Regions from separate parts of the Danio rerio genome. Here region 2 is linked to region 1. A link is a contact called in public HiCAR-type data. All regions are on one chromosome and are shown on one strand. The core of a region is the stretch at or near the end of the contact, and the rest is flanking DNA. Distances in the headings are between cores, read along the strand shown. Region 1 has its middle 160 kb from the start of pik3r3b. Region 2 overlaps pik3r3b (phosphoinositide-3-kinase, regulatory subunit 3b (gamma)).

Region 1 (5,562 bases), core at 1,360-3,859:
GACGTGTTCACTAACATGGCTAAGAAACCGTATGTTCATGTCAGTTTCTTTGAAGTACATGTTCAAACTTACGCTCACATGCACAAATCCATAAAAGGGCAAAAGGTTATTCACGAGTTGCTGCACAGATTGTGAAAAATGTCTTCTGACACGTAAGAACTCTCATGAACTATATGTATAGGGTGGGTAAGGTGGATGCTGTCAGGTTGTAACCGTGTGATGTGGATTTGTTCTGACAGCGTGGTAAGGCCAGTTCACAGTGGTGTTGGGAAGGTTAGTCTTTTTTATATCAACCTTGAGAATCACTTTTCGCCTTTTAAACTATTTCTTCAGTATGTTTGAGAATGTCAGTGTGTGTACTTCAAGCTTAGAAAAACCGTCGCTTATTAATGTGTCATGCCGGTTTAGATTGCATTTGGTCATTATGCAGCTCTCAGAGCTATATGATTTTGGTTTAGGGCAGGGGTGCCCAAACTCTTTCCTATATATTAAGCTTTAATACAAAGATTCCATCAATTGTTTTCTTGTTTGTTTAAAAATAAGTAGAAAACATTACTTCAAACATATTAGCTAATCTGTTATATATATATATATATATATATATATATATATATATATATATATATATATATATATATATTATTTATTTATTTATTTTTTTTTACATTTTATAATTAACTAATTATAATGAAAACATGAGAATTCAATTTTCTATTTATAACATTATGGAGTTCAATGCTGAATACACTAGTCAAGTTGCACCCACCTTCATTTACAACATTTAATTGAAACATTTAATTATTTTATTTTATTTTTTTGCTTTAAAAATAAAAGCAACAAATGAAAAGTTACATTAAATTAAAAATTACAGTGTGTATAAAAAACTATTAACCCCAACCCTCCACCATATTCTACTTCTCTTCTCAGATAAGATGAAGATGGGCCAAATCAAAGGTTACAATGGGCCAACTTTGGCCTGCGGGCCCTTGTTTGGGCATTGTTTGTGGGCCCTCTGGTTTAAGGACATTTTGTTTTACATGGTCCACTTATAGTACCATCCTCAGTTAATTTAATGCTTGCAAAACACTTATCCATTAAGTTGCAGACCGTGGGCTTTTAAGTCTGAGAACACATTAAAAATATGTGATTTATTTATTTATTTATTACCCTAATACAATTTGAATTCTAAATAAAAATGACAGTGAATGCTAAAACTGAGAAAAATTAATGCTAAAAAATTATAAAAATAAAAGGTCAGATATTATTTGTATTAGTTTTTAAAATATTGTTAAAATGAAAAAAAAAAAAAAATTTGTTTATTTTAGCTTAGTTCCTTTATTCATCAGGGGTTGCCACAGCCGAATGAATCGCCAACTTTTCCAGCATGTGATTTAGACTGCATATGTCCTTCTAGCTGCAACTAAGAAACATTCATACACACTCATTCACACACATACACGACGGCCAATTTAGTTTATTCCATTCAACTATACTGCATTTCTTTGGAACCGGAGCACCCAGAGAAAACATGCAAACTCGACACAGAAATGCCATCTGACCTAGCTGGCACTCAAACCAGCAACCTTCTTGCTGTGAGGTGAACTTCTTGAACTGCTGATAATAATGTATGTGTAAGTATTGAGGTGCTTCTGATATCCAATCCTTTTAGTAATAGACAAGCTCGAGAGTGAAGCACGAAAAAATAAAGGAGATGCCAGAAAAAACAAAGGAGCTAATGATTCTTTCAGCAACCTAAAAGATTATCAAACTGCCATGTTAAACTATTATCATCACCTTCTGGACTATTATGAACTCGGGAATGACAGAATTACTTTATAACAAGAGGTTACATGTGCTGGTGAAGATTAAAGATGCATATGAGAGGTTTGCATTGACTAAGGACTACATGTATGCTGTGTGCAGTTTTTCTGTAATTGTTAACAAATGAGACTGCAAGGTTTTGTATGTGTTCATATATATTGCGTTTATTTATTTACTTTATATAATCGCAGACGTTACAATCGGCTATTTTTACAGTAGGCTATAATTATCATTGATCTGCATCTATAATCAAATCCTGTTCATAAAAAGGTTATAATGAACATTTATACACAGTATTTATGTGTATAAAGCATCTGTTTTGTGTGAAGTGCTTCTCATATGGTATGAGAACGACCCTTATGGCTTTACTGTGACATTTCCTCGAGCAAGAATGACGACGACTAAAACTCTGCCATTGGGACCCTTTTGACTGTGGAAACACAAGCCTGAAAAGCCCGGATTCAGATCTTTTCCAAATTTCATATAAACAATATTGTAATTTAGAGATTTAAATTTGTTCATTTATATAACAATAATAATATATACTTAAAAAAATATCGTTTATAAGGCCAACAATACCATTCATACCGTCTATAACATATGTCTAACCTTTTGACTGGAATGAACACTATTAAGCCAACGGTAAACTTTGCAAAATGTATCCAGCATCCATTTCCTGCAGTTATATAACGGCTTGGTTACTCATTCTGGAAATACTCACACCATTGCATGCACTCTCGTAAGTGTTTTGGCAGACACGCACCATGGTTGCCATTTAAAAGCTCAGCCAAGAAGTGGTGAAGTCCAGTGGCCACAGAAAACTGAAGACAACATTACGTCACCCAGCTAGAGCTTGCGCTAACCAACCAGCGATTTGTGGATCAACAGTGTGTTGTCATAGAGATGGCAAACCGTTTTAGCCACCGGGTGACATATTTTAGTGAAACGAGAACGAACGAGTGAGGAAAGGTTTCATGTAGGAGGACGAGAGGAGCAGAGAGGCAATAATGACTCATGAATCAGGTGTATTGAAGATCGACAAGTGCTCACACAGTAAATTCTAGCTAACAGTCAAAAAGGATTGACAAATCTGTGCATGGACATACATTCGGTGTGAAGCACAAAAGCATGAACATAAACATACACACAGTCGACAGGAAAAGAGAGCGATTCTATCTCTAGTTTCCCTGGATACAGTGACAGGCACACAGAGAACGCGACTGACCCGTGCCCACTCGCCAACAGCCCCTCTACCCTTTTCGATTATTAATTCCAACGTTCATCATCGTTGCATTTGTCATCTTTTTCTTGCGTGAGAGAAGCTGAGCTCGGCAAAACACAAATTAAAAACACTCTACTCATCTTTCGCTTTTGCTGCTGTCTCATTGGCTGCCAGTGATGTCATCCTGTCTCATATGCAATAGTCAATAACCTATTAGAGTCCAGCATTTTACAGTCAGCTTGGGCAGAAGGGGCTTCTGCCGCTTGAGCTCTCCCACACCCTTGTTTTATTGGAGTCTTTTAGCGATTGTCTTGATTAACAAGCCCTAAAGTCCTAAAGATTTCTGAGGGGAGACGCTTCAGTTCCCCCATGGGATCACTTTGTACTGCGGGTGGTGTTATAATTGTTTTTCATTGCAAATGATGCTGTTTTTTTTGTGCTGTCTGTAAATGCAGGCCATTTAAAGACTGCAGAAGTGCAATTGTTTTTGCATATTAAGTTATATGGTGTGTTTGGGGGTATATACTGTATAATTACCCATATAAATATCCATAGTATGGAACTAAATAACCGTAATTGTTCAGGCTGGATAACTTGAGATGTATCAGCATCATTTTAGGAGTCTTATTGAAAATGTCCTCACCTTTCTGCAAGATTGCCTCTCTAGTTTTGTTTACGCTCACTCTACCTGCATAATCCATCCATGTCATCTGTTCTGTCCAGCTCGTTCTCCTCGTTTCTGCAGATACAGCCTTGGAAGTGATCACTAACAATGATGTCATCCCTCAATTACTCTCTCTCTCTCTTTCTCTCTCTCTCTCTCTCTCTCTCTCTCTCTCTCTCTCTCTCTCCACACACTCACACACATACTTGTGGCCAGACTCCTCCCTTGTTCAGCCTTTTTGGCTCTTAAAATTTCCTGACAGAGATGTTCTGATCGATTCCTCCGCTGACGTCCTGTAGGGGCCTTTCACACAGCATGCACTCCTGCATCCATCTGCACAGTTTTTAAATAGTGTTTTATATATAAATGTGCTAGGTGGGTGTTTTGACCACAGTGAGCCATCTCACAGTTCTTTTATTGCCTATATTTATGTCTTCTCCCACGAGTGCTGCATGTTTTAAAGATGCTGCGTGAGATTAAAAGAAGTGCAAACGTTTGGATAGTGTATCAGAACACATCATCAGAAATTTTTATGGATTGATGGATGGCTACAATGGAGGTGGTGGATGGATGGATGGATGGATAGATGGATGCATGCATGTATGGGTATTCAAATTTTTAGATGAATTGTTTATTCCATATTGATGTATATGAAAAGACTGGATGAATAATCAAAGACTGGATCAAAAATTAGCTAATGACATTGAGGGAATGCTTTCAGCACGTATTGCATGTTCAACAAATATTTTTTGCTTCAAATCATCTAAATCGCAGCGTCAGCGCATTCAGAAATAACAGTTTGTTGGCAAAAGCCTCTAAACGCCACTTGCCTTTGACAGCAAAAGCCGCTATATCCTGAGAACCAATCAGGAGGCAGGAATCAAAACATGTTTCCAATGTAGCAGTGTGCTGATGAGCCGGCTTTGTTTTATTCCGATTCATACGTACATTTTAAAAGATGGAGTTTGATGAACTGCATAAACCTGTCCGGCTTTCACTAAATGGCAAATGAAATTGTCTCTTACCTCAAAACTGCATTGTAAAAAAAAAAAAACACACAGTCGGAAGTGTAGCATGCTTTCCTAACATGTGTTTGCGCAGCGACGCTACTTTGAATGAATCCTTTTTACTTTAAATTAGATGGCAACTCCATTTCATGAAAGACAAAGTTAAGATGCCGTTCTTTTATCCCACGTGGATGTTATGAGGATAAACAAGAGATGAAAAAGATAGAAGGATCGTGAGTATGGTCAAAGTCTCTAATCTATAGTATTTGGTATGGTGAGAATAAATGAATGACAGCTTTTAAAAGTGTCTGAGAGACATCCTATTTTTGTCCAGTAGACCTTGTGTTCTAAGCCATTTTAAGCTATTTTATAAAAGGTAAATATAATGTGTAAAACTATACATTGTTTATATTCTTCATATGCCTAATAAGCTTTTTATATTAATGGACAATGCACAGGTGATGTTTCACAATGTTTTCACACAACATTATTTGAAGCTTAGTTTACAATGTTTACATCGTTTTACTTACATTAAATCTAAATCCCAAAAATTAGAAAGGACTACAGATTGTTAGAATCGTATTGATGTTCATTTTCCTTCTGCTTACTCTCTGGTTTATCAAGGGTCACCACAGCAGAATGAACCACCACTCACTTGACAAATATGTATTTTGATTTTAGATGTTCTGTGTAAAGTTTTATGTTTGGTAAAATAATTTCTAATCACATATTTAGCGCTTTTTCGCTAATTACAATATCTTGTCCGAATAGATGGATTTAATGGTTTTTGCAAAAAAAGCACTAGTGGATTTAGCTGGTTTTGACACAAAAGAAAATCACCTTTGTTA
Region 2 (5,562 bases), core at 1,553-4,052, 170 kb after region 1:
GTTCCTTTTGCCGCAGCTGTACAAAAGCAGAAAGGCAATGAAATGCGGAGAGAAACACAGTTTAAAGAGAGAGAGAGAGAGAGAGAGAGAGAGGGGTGGTTTAGTTGCCATTACTTAAGGGCATGGATAGAAGAGCCCAAATCTCCAAAATGTCAAGCAGTCTGGCCAGTTTCCAGCACAACCCATAAAACTCTCAGGTTTTAGCAGATTAGTCTGCTGCTTAGTGACCAGCTTTAGACTCGTTTGATGTCGGGTGAGGAGAAATTCTGCAGAGATGCTCACAGGCTCACCAATCTCTCAAGCCCTTGCTATCCTTTAACTCATGCAGTCCCTTTCCAGATAAACCAGAGCTTCTTTTTGCTGCGCTTTATATCCATCTGCAGTGCTTTTACTCGTTTAAGAATCATAAAGTAACTCCTAAGCGAGGTACTGCGGATTGCTGAATTACAAATGTCAAAATCCTGTTATTCTATACAACCATATAAGTATATGTTTAAAGCTTTTTAGGGGCTTTTATGTATGTTCCAGTTAAGAACATTTTAATCCAATGGAGACTGCAGTGATGTATAGGCATGGGATGATAACCTGTTTCAAGGTTTACTGTGGTTTGGAAAAGTCACTGTTTTAAAACTGTCAGAATTTTCTGGTATACTGTTCCTACATTGTTTTTACTTGTTTTTTGCGACTATTTTATGTAGTTTTTTTAGAACATATAAAACAAAATCTCAAGCAGAAAAGGACCCTCCACATCAAAAGCTACTGGTCCAAAATATTTTAAATGCTTCTTAGAATAAAATCTATTGTGTTCAATGGGGGGGAAGGAATTGTTTTTTTATCCAGACATTTAAAAAGAACATATTTTAGAGCCGTAATCACAATACTGTGAAACATTTTTCTAAAAGGTTATCATACTGTCACAACCTTATACCAGCCCATGCCTAATGACCGATTGCATCACACAGTAATGGTGTTCAGCCATGTTATGATCTTGCAAGTCTTTATTTTATTTTTTTGTTAGATTTGATATGCTTGAGATAGGGGTGTAACGGATCGCAAATCTCACGGTTCAGATCACATTATGTTTTTTAGTCACGAATCGGACCATTTTTTTGGATCAGCCACTAAGAGGAGGAGAATGTAATTTGCTTTCCATTTATTACAAAAACAGTGCTGAAAGACACTTTTAGTTTCAACAAATAGAACTTAGAACCTGCAATTTTATTAAAAATAAAATGAAAACATAATCAGCTGAATAAAAATTAATTGTAAAATAATCAGTACTGTAAATAATTCACTGTTACTACTCCTGTTGCAGATAACACTAAATGTAGAAATCTAAAATAATAATTTGTACAACCCATATTTATTTATTTTCTCATTTTCAAAAAAATATTCAGTTTTTCACTCATAAATCTTCATGTTTCATTGCTTGATGTTTAATGTTTAAAGAATTATTCAGTGGCATATTTTTGATGGCTGGTTGCTGCCACCTATTGGTTAAATAATGTAGTTGCTGCGTACGACTTTCATTGTTGGGCTTCATTAAATGCATAAGACGGTGATTTTAATCTTTACCATGAACATCAGTGGTTTTATCTAAACTATAAACTGTTATCCCAGTACTTATGTTTTATTTGACTGTTTGTAACTTTATAACTAACTCAAAAGACTAAAGACTCAATCTCTTGATTTTTTTTGCATTTTTTAAACATATTTAAATGCAGAGAGTCGAATGATTAATAAACATATGCAAATCACCATCATTTATAATTAATGTTGTGTGGGTGTTGAAATCCAGATCTTTTAATGATTAATCGTGCAGCTTACACTGAATTTGTTAATGCAGGCTAAACAAGTAGCGACAGAAAACACCTTTAATAACCTAAGAAACCCACCACATCCCGAATAACCTAAGACAACTTCCTCCATCATCATTAAATTTTACAAGAAAGCCTTAATGCTTGCATACATGTGATTTGAATGACACAAATGGCAATCTCTTACAAATTTAGTGAAGTAAAAAAAAAAGTATCAATCTGCAAGCCACACGTGTTTCCAACCGTGGGTTGTGATTCACACGAATCATGGATCAAATGTGATCCGTTACACCCCTAGCTTGAGGTAAAGTCTACATGAGGTCAACTTTTGACTTTCTTTTAAAATATGTGGGGTTCACTTCCTGTTGTTGTTTTACACAATTTTTAAAGGCCTGTTATTCATGTATTTTAGTAATTACTCTAACAATCATTACTATTCACCGAGGTGAAGGCTGTTATGCCTAGCATATTTACCTTATTTACCAAATATATTTTTTATCAAGGGGTTTTTTAATGGAAAAACAAAAATTCTCTCCGTAACACTGGCATCAGTGCTACTTAGAGATCATGTGTATGACACAGTGAGCACAGTGACAAATCTTGTTATTTCTCTGCTGTCTTCATTCACTTTAACGCATTCAAAACCAAAGTGCAATGCTGTATTTCTGGAACATCTTGTTTCATTTCAGCGTGTCACATGAGAGCAGTATAATTGTTCACAAATGTCTCACATTGCTTTGATTGCCAAGGTATGTTAGAAGCTTCTTTGATCAAAACCAGTTACTACAGGACACCTCCCTAATTAACAATGAACTTGCTGATGCACCGCAGCCTAAAAATGTACATGATTTGTTCATTTCTAAGTGCAGGAGATGACTCCTCCCACAGAAAAAAATTTGGAGTATTGCTTAGTCAAAGGCTTCTTACCTCAGCAGCACGAAGTAGGCTAAATTTACCTCTTCCTAAGAGACCGGGTCAGGGTCAGCTGAGCTCCAGCATGACTAGGCTGTTGGCTGTCAGGAGAATAGGAGGAGGGCTGGAAGTAGAGGGGTGTGACATTCCTCCTTGATAGACTAAAATGGAGAAGGGGCAGAAAAAGTAGGAAAGTCTTTGAAGACTGTCAGCTTCTCCGCTGGTCGTCTGGAGGCACTTTTAAAGCAGCAGACTGTCTGATTTCGAGACAAGAGCTGGAGGCATCAGCGTACATGTGGGCGTGCAGGACAGGGTCAACAGTTAAAGAATTCAAAGATGTCTCACTCTCTGTAGCAGACAGATGGCTGGAGCAGACAGCATCGTCACAGACCAGTGCCTTTGCCCTCTGCCAGACCAAATACTGTCAGGCAGAGTTTAGTGTGTGAAGAGTAAAGGACGGGACCACAGGAAACTTATTTATGCTTTAATTAATAGGAACAAGATTTGATGAGTGGATTATTTGCAACACAAACCGTTCTCTTTCCTTTTTTTCATTGCAGGGAAGAGGTGAATGATAAATTGCGAGACATGCCTGATGGTACTTTCCTGGTACGGGACGCTTCAACCAAGATGCAGGGAGATTACACATTAACGCTAAGGTAACACAATTTTGAAAGCTCCTTCAAGATCTCGCAGTTTGGTTTGTATTGATCTGAAGTACAACGCAATTCCTTTTATTGCCCCTTGCAGGAAAGGTGGAAACAATAAGCTAATAAAAATCTACCATCGAGATGGGAAGTACGGATTCTCAGACCCGCTCACGTTTAACTCTGTGGTGGAGCTCATCAGTCACTACAGACATGAGTCACTGGCCCAGTACAACACAAAACTGGACGTTAAGCTCATGTATCCGGTCTCCCGCTACCAGCAGGTAAATGGGTTTAGATTGTGGGTGGGGGGTATCGCTTTACAACCTCCCTTCCTTTACTTTTACCGTGCTGTCCTCCCACCTCTCCCTCCCTCCAGCCCTAAAGAGCATGTTTGCTGAATGAATTGTGCAGTTTGTTGTGAGTGAAACTGCAGAGGCAGCAGGATGCTTTTGGCATGAAATATTACTTTGTTTATTGCCACAGCAGCGCACCTCCTAAATAATTGCACACATCCACAGTGTCGAAAGGCCATCCAGGCATTTATTCCTTTCCCCCGCTCCTCCTCCCTCGCCCGCCCGGTATCTTTCTCAGACACACAGGTGCTCATTATTTAGGGGGTTCCACAAATTTAGGCCCTCGAGAGGCACTTACAGATTCCAAGATTTTTATTAATGATTCCTGGGAAAAAGAATTCCTGAAAAATGGCTTTAACTTTGTAAGCAGAATCTACCATAGGTTGCTGCGAGCAATCCTTTTATCCCCACCACACTTTTCTCCTCTCAGCAATTCATATCAATAACAACGCTTTTACTCTCGCTCTCTCAGGATCAGCTGGTGAAAGAGGACAACATTGATGCAGTGGGAAGGAAGCTCCAGGAGTATCACAATCAATATCAGGAGAAGAGTAAAGAATATGACAGACTCTACGAGGAGCACACAAAAACCTCACAGGTAAGCCTCTTAGAACATCGCTATTTGATCGATAGACATCCAACCTCTTAACTCCAGCCCCAAACGCAATGTGTATACAAACAATTCATTTGATTGCGAGAAGCCCATTAACCAAGTCTGTGAAGAGGCGCGTTCCTTTGAGGTTGCATCACATCCATTGATTTATCTTTCCTTTGATTGCAGGAGATCCAGATGAAACGTACCGCAATAGAGGCCTTCAATGAGACTATTAAAATTTTTGAAGAACAGTGTCACACACAGGAGCGCTACAGTAAGGAATACATTGAGCGATTCCGCAGAGAGGGCAACGACAAAGAGATTGAGAGGTACGCAGAGGTCACAATTAAGAGAGCTCTGGATTGTCAGCCTGTATCTAAGGGTTTTTCAATTGATCTTTCTCAGGATTATGATGAACTACGAGAAGCTTAAATCCCGTCTGGGTGAAATTCACGACAGTAAGACCCGGCTTGAACAGGACCTGAAAACGCAGGCTCTGGACAACAGGGAGACGGACAAGAAAATGAACAGCTTAAAGCCAGATCTCATTCAGCTCCGAAAGATTAGAGATCAGTACCTTGTGTAAGCAAAACCATCCTTCACACACCATTCCAAGTCATCATTACTGTTATGTTTGAGTTGACTATTTTTCTGTCAAGTATAAACACTCTACTGACTAATGCTTTTTATTTATTACGCAGTTGGCTAAATCATAAAGGTGTACGACAGAAACGAATCAACGATTGGCTGGGCTTAAAAAATGAGACCACAGATGAGTAAGTAAAGTTTACTTAACTTTTGAGATCATGGATTTGCAAGTGGCTCCTGTAAAGCATCTAACACATTTTCTAACTACCACAGTGCCTACTTTGTCAGTGAGGAGGATGAGAATCTGCCACACTATGACGAGAAGAGCTGGTTTGTGGGGGACCTGAACCGAACGCAGTCAGAAGATTTGCTACATGGCAAACCTGACGGAGCTTTCCTCATCCGGGAAAGCAGCAAGAAAGGCTGTTACGCCTGCTCTGTTGTGTAAGTATCTTAAGATGTAGAACACGGTTCAGTGAGTGTGATGCCACTAGTCATAAGCCAGTATAAGATTCTGACGGCATGATAACCATGGATAAAAATATCATGGTTTGACAGTATTGTGATTACTGCTCTAAAATATATTCTTTTAAAATGTCTGGGTAAACAAAAACAACAACTTTTTTCCCCTTTGAACACTATTTTGA

What was found. HiCAR-type assays count read pairs that join an accessible place to other places.
Region 2: a contact with region 1 is called in a HiCAR-type map of caudal fin, with 4 times the contacts expected there. The contact joins two enhancer-like sites. A contact is called at or near these places in 2 of 18 Hi-C or Micro-C datasets (caudal fin and an unstated tissue) and 1 of 4 datasets of contacts at active chromatin or transcription factors (caudal fin).

Annotation. Positions count from the first base shown.
Region 1 is chr6:35,900,697-35,906,258 of GRCz12tu, forward strand. It overlaps a transcript of pik3r3b not described here. Among named protein-coding and RNA genes, the nearest start is that of pik3r3b, 160 kb to the right of the region's middle. Within about 2 kb of position 2,610, at least 7 of the 62 cell types and tissues checked have an H3K27ac peak or open chromatin away from gene starts, as enhancers often do. A contact at or near this core is called in caudal fin, where this site is marked.
Region 2 is chr6:36,067,864-36,073,425 of GRCz12tu, forward strand. pik3r3b (phosphoinositide-3-kinase, regulatory subunit 3b (gamma)) reads left to right here. Exons shown (of 10, transcript NM_201143.2): 3 at 3,290-3,388; 4 at 3,480-3,660; 5 at 4,205-4,330; 6 at 4,514-4,656; 7 at 4,733-4,909; 8 at 5,029-5,103; 9 at 5,189-5,359. All of the region lies in intron 2 of LOC141386311 (a long non-coding RNA gene), which reads right to left. Among named protein-coding and RNA genes, the nearest start is that of pik3r3b, 11 kb to the left of the region's middle. Within about 2 kb of position 2,803, at least 13 of the 62 cell types and tissues checked have an H3K27ac peak or open chromatin away from gene starts, as enhancers often do. A contact at or near this core is called in caudal fin, where this site is marked.